2 separate regions of the Macaca mulatta genome follow, and region 1 is linked to region 2. Evidence: chromatin contacts called from public Hi-C data. All regions are on one chromosome and are shown on one strand. The core of a region is the stretch at or near the end of the contact, and the rest is flanking DNA. Distances in the headings are between cores, read along the strand shown. Region 1 overlaps RPUSD4 (RNA pseudouridine synthase D4). Region 2 has its middle 14 kb from the start of VSIG10L2.

The links. Hi-C and Micro-C count contacts between places; a contact is called where the count stands out from the background.
Region 1: a contact with region 2 is called in a Hi-C map of sperm, with 4 times the contacts expected there. The contact joins two enhancer-like sites. A contact is called at or near these places in 9 of 14 Hi-C or Micro-C datasets (CD4 T cells, blood, fetal cortex germinal zone and 5 more).

What each region holds. Positions count from the first base shown.
Region 1 is chr14:126,588,513-126,593,766 of T2T-MMU8v2.0, forward strand. The region is part of intron 7 of RPUSD4 (RNA pseudouridine synthase D4); the gene reads right to left. Among named protein-coding and RNA genes, the nearest start is that of RPUSD4, 19 kb to the right of the region's middle. Within about 2 kb of position 3,674, at least 3 of the 40 cell types and tissues checked have an H3K27ac peak or open chromatin away from gene starts, as enhancers often do.
Region 2 is chr14:126,336,032-126,341,190 of T2T-MMU8v2.0, forward strand. No RefSeq gene overlaps it. Among named protein-coding and RNA genes, the nearest start is that of VSIG10L2, 14 kb to the right of the region's middle. Within about 2 kb of position 3,775, at least 3 of the 40 cell types and tissues checked have an H3K27ac peak or open chromatin away from gene starts, as enhancers often do.

The sequences.
Region 1 (5,254 bases), core at 2,424-4,923, 250 kb after region 2:
ACCCTGCCCTCTCCATCCCGTATATCCCAGGCGTCCTGAGCTGCCTGGCCTTTTCAGCGATGACTGGGACAGGACACCAGCACTGACAGCTCTTGTCACAGCCCCCCAGGCCTCATTCATGCTGGAGAGGCGAGGACAGCTTAATTCCCAAACTCAGACACAGGACTGCCTGCCGGAGAGCATGGGGCAGCCACTGACCCCCACCCCACCCTCCCCAGGAGGCAGGCACCTGGGAACAAAGGCCCTGGTGTCCCCTCTGCTCTCCTCCCTCCTCTGACCTCCCCTTCCCGTCTTTCTGCACCAAACAGCAGGCACTGATGGCAGTTAAATTGTCCAGGGATGAGTGATGCTGGGGGCTTAGGAGGATGAGAAGGAACGAGCTTTGGACATGATAACCTCAACCCTTCCCTACTCCAGCCCCCATTTGGGGACAGGGAAAGGAATTGATGTCAGATGCAGGGGTTTCGCTTAGCCCCAGTATTCTGGGCTTCTGGCCCCCAAACCAGGAACCAAGGAGCACTGGCTTCATGCCAACACCTTCAAACCAGCCCACACTCCATGTGGAACCCAAGGCCCTTCAGGAGCTGTCGGACAGCCCCAGGGAGCTGCCGGCCATGCTGTGTTCTCCTGGCATCTTCCCATTCCCAGGCCAGCCACCTTGGCTGGGGGTATCTGCCATGACCTTCACTCCCTGAGCCCTTGGTCTTCACATCCATGGTGACCAATCCCAGACGGGGGTTCCCCTAGTCCCATCCAGTTTGGGGAACAACTGTGCCCCTCCCATTTTTGAGGCCATCTCCTAAGCTAGCCTGCAGGCTCCTCATGTGCTCCTGAGGTTTGAACAACCACCTGGGCAGGACCTGCCCTCTCCCAAGTCAAAGCCACTAATTCAGCTTGGAATGCCCGTCTCCACATGCAGTGGGGAGGAACTGAGCCCCCTGTTCTGCTGTTCCTTTCCTAGCTCTCCCCGAACCTGCAGTCAGAATAGCAGAGTTAGAGCTGTTCTTCATTCCCATTAGGACTCTAGAAAGGCTAATGGCTCCAAAGAGCGTAACCGCATGACCCACCTCCTCTCTAGAAAAGGTGCTAGAAATCTAATCAGGCAGCAATATAGCACTGGGGGTAAGTCTGTGCATCCAGGCCTGTGTCCTTGCTTTCTGGGTGCGTGCCCTCGGGCAGTCTGCCCAAGCTGATTTCCTCATCTCTGAAATATCTCCTTCGCGGAAGTGCTGCGGGATTCAGTGAGCTCACACAGCACAGCCCCAGCACCGTGCCTGGCTCGCTGCGAGTGTCCAATGTAAGCCAGCCCCTGCTGCTGTGGCCACCTTCCCCAGCAGCGGCTGGTGTGTGCTACGGGCCGGTGTGTGCTACGGGCCAGTGTGCGCTACGGGCTGGCGCGCGCCGCGGCTGGCGCGTGCCACGGGCTGGTATGTGCTATGTGCTGACTGTGTCTCCCAAATTCCTACATTGAAGACTCAACCCCGGAACCTCAGAATGTGACGGCCCTTGGAGATAAGCCTTTAAGGGGGTGACTCAGTTGAAATGGGGCCTGGAGGATGTGCTATCACTGACTCTGACCAGTGTCCATGTAAGAAGGGGTGATCAGGTCACAGGCCTACACCAAGGAGAAGCTGTGTGAGGGCACACAAAGCAGGTGGCCATTGGCAACAGAGAGGCCTCCAGAGAAACCAAGCCTGCCAACACCTTGGTCTTGGACTTCCAGCCTTCAGAACCATGAGCAAATGAATTTCTGTTGTTTAAGCCACTCAGGCTGTGATATTTCGTTCCGGCAGCCCGAGCAAACTAACACAGCATGACCAGGCCCATCCCTCCCAGCCCACGCACCGTGCAGGATGCCAGGCCCCAGAAAGGACGGGAAGGCCCAGGGCAGGATAGTAAAAGGCCCGACGTCCAGGTCCCTTCTGGGAGGCTTCACTTCCAAGTACAGTCTGGATTTCTAAACTGGATCCAAATATTGAGTTTCTACACTGCCCTTCTCTGAGATGCTGAATTTGTGGGTTCCAGTAAAGGATTAGGGATGTTATGTCTTCTCCTAAATAAGTAATCTCGGCATAACTAGCCTCAGGGTCCTGAAACTAGAAAGGATCTCAGAGATTGTCTTATCTAAGGACTGAGATAATCAACTTTGTCTCATCTGCCCATTTTACAGGTGAGGACAATGAGGTCTGGAAAGATGGTGACACAGCTAGATAGTGGCAGAATTAAAAAAGAACCCAGTTGCCTTCTTTCCATTAGGAGATCTGCCTTTCTGCTCCAAGTGCACACTCGCTCATCCCTGCCTGGGATCTGGGAGGGCTGGAGAGAGGAGAGTCGGGACTTCTCTTTCGGTCTCTCAGCACCTGGTTCACTGGAGACACAGGTTAAGCGTGGGGCTCCCAAGTTAGACGGACACAGGTCAAAACCTAGTTCTGCTGTGCACAGATGTGACCTCGGGAAATCAATGGGCCACTCTGGGCTTCATGTTCGTCATCTGTAACATGGAAACAGAAACGAGGAAGAACAGTATACCCCTCACAAGGCTATTACTGGGAGCTTTTAAATGTAACAGGCTCCACACAGGCAACAAAGGGCGAACACAGAAATCACCATGAGTGCTGGGTTTCGGGGTTTCGCGTGGGAGTAGGGAAAGGAAGAGCGAGTCTCAGCTGTGATCACAGGCCCTCTACGCCTCTTGCTTCCTCTTGTGGAATTTTCTTTCCTAGGCTGGAGAAGTAGGGTGACAAGGGAAATCTGGCTTATAACTCCAGAAAATAAACCCAAAGGTACTTCTGGAAAATTCTGTAACTTTAGACAGGAAAAAGGCCAGACTCCCCGGCAGGGCCAGGACGGGCTGGCAGCCTCTCAGGCATGGCTTGAAGGAGGCCCTGGTGTGAGACAGAGGCTCGGAGGGCCGCACAGAGCCCAGGGCACAGTGGCTTGCTCCCTCCCTGTCCTCCTGTCGCCTTCCGTCTCCCAACCTCTCTTCTCCTCTGTCTTCTTTCCCACAAAGGTGGCACCTTCAGTGGCCGGCGAGTCCCTGGCAGCTGTGAGTGAGTGAGACCAGTCTTGGCAGCTGTCTGTTGGCAATGGAGTTGGAGCATCCCAGCGTCCCGGTGGGGGTGATGCCCACAGCCAGAGGCCCCTCCCAGCATGGGGAGACCCTGATTCCAAGGGGGAGATTCTCGCCTGACCCTCAGAGCGGGCGCTGCATGAAGTGATGACCACACGCCCCTTAAAGCCAGCTGCAGAGAAAGTGGGTGGGTGGGTCTGGCCACCACAAGCTCCTCGGAACACAGGCTGGAGGTTTGGGATGAGGGGCCCAAGGCTGTCCACCTGGGCGGCAGAGAGGCCCAAGAGGACAAGAACCGGCCCCAGAGAACAGAGAGATGAAAGGGGTGATGAGGACAAGCTGGCGTCTTCCTGGAAGCCTGGATGAGAGAGGAGACAGTACCAGCCGCTCTCCCCGTGGGCCTCCCCCCTGCTTGCTCCCTGACCTCGCTGAGCACATCAAAGCGGGAACCCCTTCTCCCAGGCTGGCTCCCTGAATGGCCCAGGTCATCACCGGCTCCTTGAAGCTGCTGACGGACAGATGGTAATCGCTCCCAGCCTGCTGAAAGAGGACGCGGCTCCAGGTCAGAGCTGGGCCTTGGTGGGCTCCCTGCATGCGAGGCTGTCTTGGCTGCCCTCTTCTCGGTCCCCCTCACGGCTCCCTGGGACAGTCTGGTTAGTTTGCCTTGGGGAAAGAGGGTGCTCGGGTGGCTCTGACGCGGGGGTTCACAGGCCCACAGGCACAGCAGGTGAGATGTGCAGAGACCTCAGGGGTCTGAGGACCCCTCAGTCCATGTCAGACAGGCCGTGGGAGCGGCGGAGGATCGTGCAGGGAGGGCAGAGGTGAGGCCTGCCCTGGGGAAGTTCATCACCCAAGAACAGCAGAGGATGAAGGGAACAGCCGGGCCGGCACTCACACACTTAGCGTGTCGAAAACACGTCACTGTAGCAGAGGCGCCCAAGCTGCCACGATTCCTTTCCCTCCACTATTTAGTAAATAATGCAGGGAAATCATCCATTTGCCCGATTTTACTTAGTCAAAATTGTACATAACTATCAGTCAGTGCATCTGATCAACAGAGATAGCAACTTTTCACTACATTAAACCAAAACTAAATCAGCAAAGAGCTAAGAATGCTTGACGTTTAGCTACAATGAACTCACGTGGTAGGTAAATGCCTGTTTCTATTAGGCTTTTGGGTAGTTGAGAACAGCTTGACTATATTTTCTACATTTTTATAATGAACATGTAACAAACACTCTTACCACTGAGTGTGTAGGAATCAAATTCTATTTGAACTTCACTCAAAAAGCCCAAACCATGACCTCCTACTACTCCACCCCCCATGAGAGAAGAGAAAACCCAGTGTCAAGCAAGTTAAAAAAGTAGGGGGTCGAGATTTACAACGCGGGAGTAGCCACGGCGAGGGTTATCGGGGGTTAGAGAAAGACAGTAAGGCTCTTGTGCAGGATACTTCACACTTGATTAAATCCTGCTCCCGTTTTTTTGGAGTAGCTTAGCCTGGAGAGGGATAAAAGCTGGAGTACTGCTGCCATCTGGTGGCAACATCAGAAAATGCATTTTACTTCATTCATATTACTACAATAATAAAACTACATTTTACTCTATGAAATTGTCTATATTTGACCCAGTGTAACCATCAAAAATGAAAACCTACAAAAAAATTCCACTTGGGAAAGAACAGCCTTCAACAAATGGTGCTGGGACGGCTGGCTAACCAGTCAAAAATGGACACCATCCTTACACCACACATAGAAATGATTTAGGATTACAGACCTAAATCTAGAAAACCCTTAGAAAAAAACCCAGAAGGAAATCTGCAAGACTTTGTATTAGGTGATGGTTTCTTAGATATGACACCAAAAGCACAAGCAACAAAAGGAAAAATAAATTGGATGACATCAAAATTGAAAACTTTCCTATTACAAATGATATAATCAAGAACATGAAAAGACAACACAAATGGAAAAAATATTTGCAGACAATACCTCTAATAAGACAGTGGTATCTAGGCCGGGCGCCGTGGCTCATGCCTGTAATCTCAGCACTTTGGGAGGCCAAAACAGGTGGATCACTTGAGGTCAGGAGTTCGAGACCAGCCTGGCCAACATGGCGAAACCCCATCTCTACTAAAAATACAAAAATTGGCTGAACATGGTGGTGCACGCCTGTAAACCCAGCTAC
Region 2 (5,159 bases), core at 2,525-5,024:
GAGAATATATGGCCACAGAAGATGAGCAAACCAGGGGTCCTTGAAGAATTTACTCAGCTCTGCCCTCCCTTCCTTCCCCCAGCTTGAGAATCTCCCCCATCTCCTCCTGGCTGGCCCAAGTCTCCTTGGACCCCGCTTGGCTTCCCAGGCCTCTGCCCCTCTCACCTCCTGGCTCAGAACAATCTCCTCTTTGATTGCTGGCTCAGGCCCCACTGACTGTCAGGTCATCTGTACCTAATCAGGAGGAGCAGGGGCCTGAAGGATGATAAACGGGGCTTCTCATTTCAATAAAGTTTGTGCAGAATATTAGAAACAGCTGTGGGACTTGGCTGGCTGTGCCAGAACCTGTGGGGGCCTAGTGTTTGGGGGAAGAGAGTCGAGATGGAGAACACCAGGGCAGAAGTTTGTTTAAAGGGTGCTTTGCTACCTAGGGCTGGCAAAGCCAGTAAGCTTAGTTCAACACCAGCCCCTGCCCGGAGCCCTAGGCCTGGACCAGCCTGGAGAGTGCTCCGGAGTTGGAAGACTCAGGGCGCGGCCAGGCAGGTCTGGATTACACAGCAGGCGTTTATTTACCTTTTTCGTCATTTATTTTACAAATACCACATAGATTTCTCTGCAGATTGCTTTTCTCACCTAACAAAACATTGTGCAAATCCCTCTAATTTATTCTTTTTAAAAAAATCATGGTAAAATGCACATAACATAAAATGTACAATCTTACCCATTTTCAGGTGTACAGTTCGGTCGTGTTAAGTATATTCACATTGTTGTGGACCCCATCTCCGGTACTTTTTCTCTTCCAAAACTGCAATTCTATATCCATGAAACAACTCCCCCTTTTCCCTCCCTCTCTAGCCGCTGGTAACCACCCTTCCACTTTCTGTCTCTGTGGTTTTGACTGCTCTAGGTATCTCATCTAAGTGGAATCCTAGAACATTTGTCTTTCTGTAATGTATTGTTTTAAAAGTTGTATAACATTACATTATATGGGTATATATATGTATATCATTCAATCAATACTAATGGTTTTGCCACTACAAAAAAAAATGCTATATTTTTGTATGCATATCCTCAAATACTAAAGCTTGCTTTTTTTTCCCTATAGTATAATTTCTAAGAATTACATAGCTCAGTCAAAGAGATGTATATTTTTAGTTTTCGTATATTTTACCAGGTCCCTTTCTCAAAAGTCTGGGGTAATTCACACATCCACCAGCTGTGATTAAAGGTGGTTTCTCCCTCATCTTCTCCAGCTCTCGGTATGATCATTCTTATTAAGTTTTGCTATTCTGATAAATAAAAAGCAGTATCCCATCTCTAAAATTTGCATTTCCTTGACTCTTAGTGAGGTTCAGCATCTTTCCATAAATGTATTGTCCATTTGGATTTTTCTCTTCCATGAATCACCTATTTCTATCTTTTGCCTATTTTTCTACTAGTTATTTTTCTTTCTTATTGACAGACAGGATTTTTGTGTACCAGAAATTAACTCGTTATTGGTGGTACATATTGAAATATTTTCTCCAGTCTATAGTTTGTCTTTTGACTTTACATATGGTATCTTTTATCTTTCTGGGGTTTTTTTGTGTGTGTGTGTTTGTGTGTGTTTTGAGACAAAGTCTCACTCTGTTGCCCAGGCTGGAGTGCAGTGGTGCGATCACAGCTCACTGCAGCCTTGATCTCCTGGGTTCAAGCCATCCTCCTGCCTCAGCCTCCCAAGTAGCTAGGACTACAGGCATGCACCACCACACCTGGCTAATTTTTGAATTTTTTGTAGAGGCAAGGTTTTGCTGTGTTCCCCAGGCTAGTCTCGAACTCATAAGCTCAAGCGATCTGCCCACCTTGGTCTCCCAAAGTGCTGGGATTACAGGTGTGAGCCACAGCCACTGCACCCAGCAATATCTTTTTTTTTTTTGTAATATAAAGTCTCACTCTGTTGGCCAAGCTGGAGTGTAGTGGCAAAATCTCGGCTCACTGCAACCTCCCCCTCCTGGGTTCAAGCAATTCTCCTGCCTCAGCCTCCCGAGTAGCTGGGACTATAGGCATGTGGCACCATGCCTGGCTAATTTTTGTATTTTTAGTAGAGATGGGGTCACTATGTTGGCCAGGCTGGTCTTGAACTCCCGACCTCATGATCCCAGTGGTATATTTTATCTTTCTAAAATGTAAGCATCTTATGTCTCTCTTTCCTGTGTAGCTTCTGGATTTTTCTATTTTATTTAGAAAAATCTCTTCAAACTCTAGATCATATAGTCTCCTAATATTTTTGCTCATGAAACTGTTTTAAATGTTACATTTAAAACTTTCAGCTCTCTGAAATTTCGTTTTAATAATTTAATGAGGAAGAGATCTTAACCTTTTTTTTTTCATTCAGACATAGAGCCAACTGTGCCTATACAATTTATTAAAGAAACCATAGTTGAATCCACTGGTTTGAAATACCACCTTTATTGTACCCTATAATCCATACGCACAGGGATAAATTTCTGAACTTTGTTCTATTTCTGCCCCACGGGGCTATTTATCTTGTCCTGTACTTTTAATGTACGATTTGATGCCAGTAATTTTATAGTTTTCCTTAGGCCACTTATAATATTTCTTTGCTGCTGTTGTTTTCATCGTTATCATTATAAAAATTTTTCCAGCTGTCAGAGCCTGGGAATGTCAGTAACTTCAAAACAGGCCAGAATAAAGCCAAGAAGGGGAGGGATGGGCCCATTCCTTACCTGCCCAGGTGCCTTTCCAGGAATCAGCAGAGGCAGTGACCAGACAACGATATTGGGTGAGCACCCACTATGCATTCAGCATTGCTCTTACCACTAATGACAAGGCTGAAAGACCAGAACTTCCAGCACCGCGGTAACAAGGTTCTTATTTCTCAGCTCGGGACCTGTATCTTCTATAGTCAGTTTTGCAATGTTGGGCTTGGACCCTGCCAACTCCATTTCTGCTTTGCCCATCACTAGAGGGAGGCTGCAAACGGGACAGGAAGTGTGGACAGGCTCCTTCCTGTTTGCATCTGTGTGTTCCCTTTTAGGGCACCCCAGCAACACATCTTCACCCCAGGAACAGCAGGCCCTTCCTGGAGCAGCACCTGGTCCAGTTTGCAGTGTTTCCAACACTTGCAGCTTCATCATCCCCCCCACCCCAGCCCTGCACCCCTACCTGAGAGACCCCAGCACCAGCTGGCAGGTGCCCCTTCCACAGAGGTCTGGGTGCAGGAGTCCTTCCTTCACACCCAGAGACCCCAGCTCCCACTGAGTTGCGCCCCCTCCTCAGATGTCTGGGTCACAGGCTCTGGAACCCGCCTTTAAAAATCTTCCTTAGGGTTCTCCAGCCCTGGAGTGGTAGCTGCTCCTGCAGTTGCAACTCCCAGGAAGCCTTACTCTTCTCTCCTTACCTAATTAACAACTTCATACCTCATTACCAGTTCCTTATGCTGAATTCTCTTTTCAAACTAACTGGTGTGTGGTTTCTGTCTCCTGACTGAACCCCAGTTGACATAGGTAATGAGGAATTGAACTTTTCTGGGAAGTGAGGGCTGCCTCTCTTGGCCGCCCTGCTGAGAGCTCCCTTCCCTCCTCCATTCCCAGAATTATTTGGCTGATGGTCACCAAGGAGACGGCTGACAATTTCCAGTTGCCAAGCCTCACCCTGGAGCTCTACAGAGACATTATGGAAACTCCCCACTCCTTCCTGCTCCCCAGCCAGGGAACTTGGAGCATCTAGCCAGGTTGGGTGGAGGGCACTGGGAGGGGAGGTGACAAGCCTGAAGATGGAGAGAGCAACTAGAAGTTTCCCTGGGCCCTGGCTTCCCCGACAGACCTCAAAAGTCTGGCCCACCCTTGAAGGCTACGGCCGGCCCAGTGGGCATCCCCTGTACTGCGTCCAGACAGACTCCTACCAGAGCCCTCCAACCAGACCTTCAACAACAGAGAACTCTCCCTATATTGTCATTCCCAGCCTGGTAGCAGCACCATTGCCAGATGGGGCAGAACCCAGGAAGAGCCTGGGAACTGAAGTGCTAGGAGTGTTTCCTGGGGGAAGGAGCTGCAGCTGTCCTGAGCACTCTGCTCATATCAGATGGCACTCAAATGCACTGAGAACTAGTGCCACAGCCCAGGAAAAAGCAACAACAACAACAATGCTAACAACAATAATAGTAGTGGTGTAGAAGGTGTGACTCTTACTCTACAAACTTAGGTGCACAAAAATATCCATTTCTCTATTTCACTAAAATCAAGTAGAGTTGAGTTCATTCCTGGGGCTCCTGCCTTTTCTCCAGTGTCCCACCAGCACCTGGGGGCTTTTTGCTATGTTTTTAATGTGTCCCCAAAATTCAAGTGTTGCCAATGTGGCAGTATTAAGAGATGGGGTCTCCAAGAGGTGGTTAGGCCATGAGGGCTCCTCCCCTGTGAATGAGAGTAGCTGCCCTTATAAAAGGGCTTGACAGAGGGAGTTTATCCCTTTTTGCTCTGCTGCCTTCCACTGTGTGGGGACATGGCCTTCGTCTCCTCTGGAGGCACCATCTTGGAAGACACCATCAGCCCTCAGCAGACACCGAACCTGTTGGAGCCCTGGTCTTGGACTTCCCAGCCTCCAGAACTGTGAGAAAACAAATTTCTGTTCTTTATAAATTACCCAGTCTCAGGTATTCTAGTATAGCCTCACAAATTGACTAAGAAATTTAGGAGGAACAAAACCAGGGGAAGGCCTCTAACTGCTGGTCCATCGTGGTGGTTGTTGGCCTGCTCATTGTCCAAGCCTTCTGTGGGCCTGTGCAGTCAGCAATAGCTCTCCAGTCCTGTACGCTCTGGGGTCCTGGCCTGCTGTCTCCAGACTGTTCTTCTCCCAGGTACCTAGTGACCTCTGACCTATCCCCAAACTCAGGAAAATCTCTTCCTCTCTGTTCCAACTGCCCCCAAAGGCACTCTCCTTTCTCCTTCTCACCCCTTCCACCACCCAGCACACCTCACACAACTTTTACGAAATTAGGAAGATGTTAACGTCTATGTCGAGCAGGTACAGCTTCTTCCCTCCAAGAATCCCCGTGGTAATGCAGGGCTAGAGGCCTGGTGAAAGCAGCATCTGGTCTATTTTTGTGAGGTAGTTTAAGATAATCCAAAGACATTGGGACATCTCATTGCTGAATGTTTTAG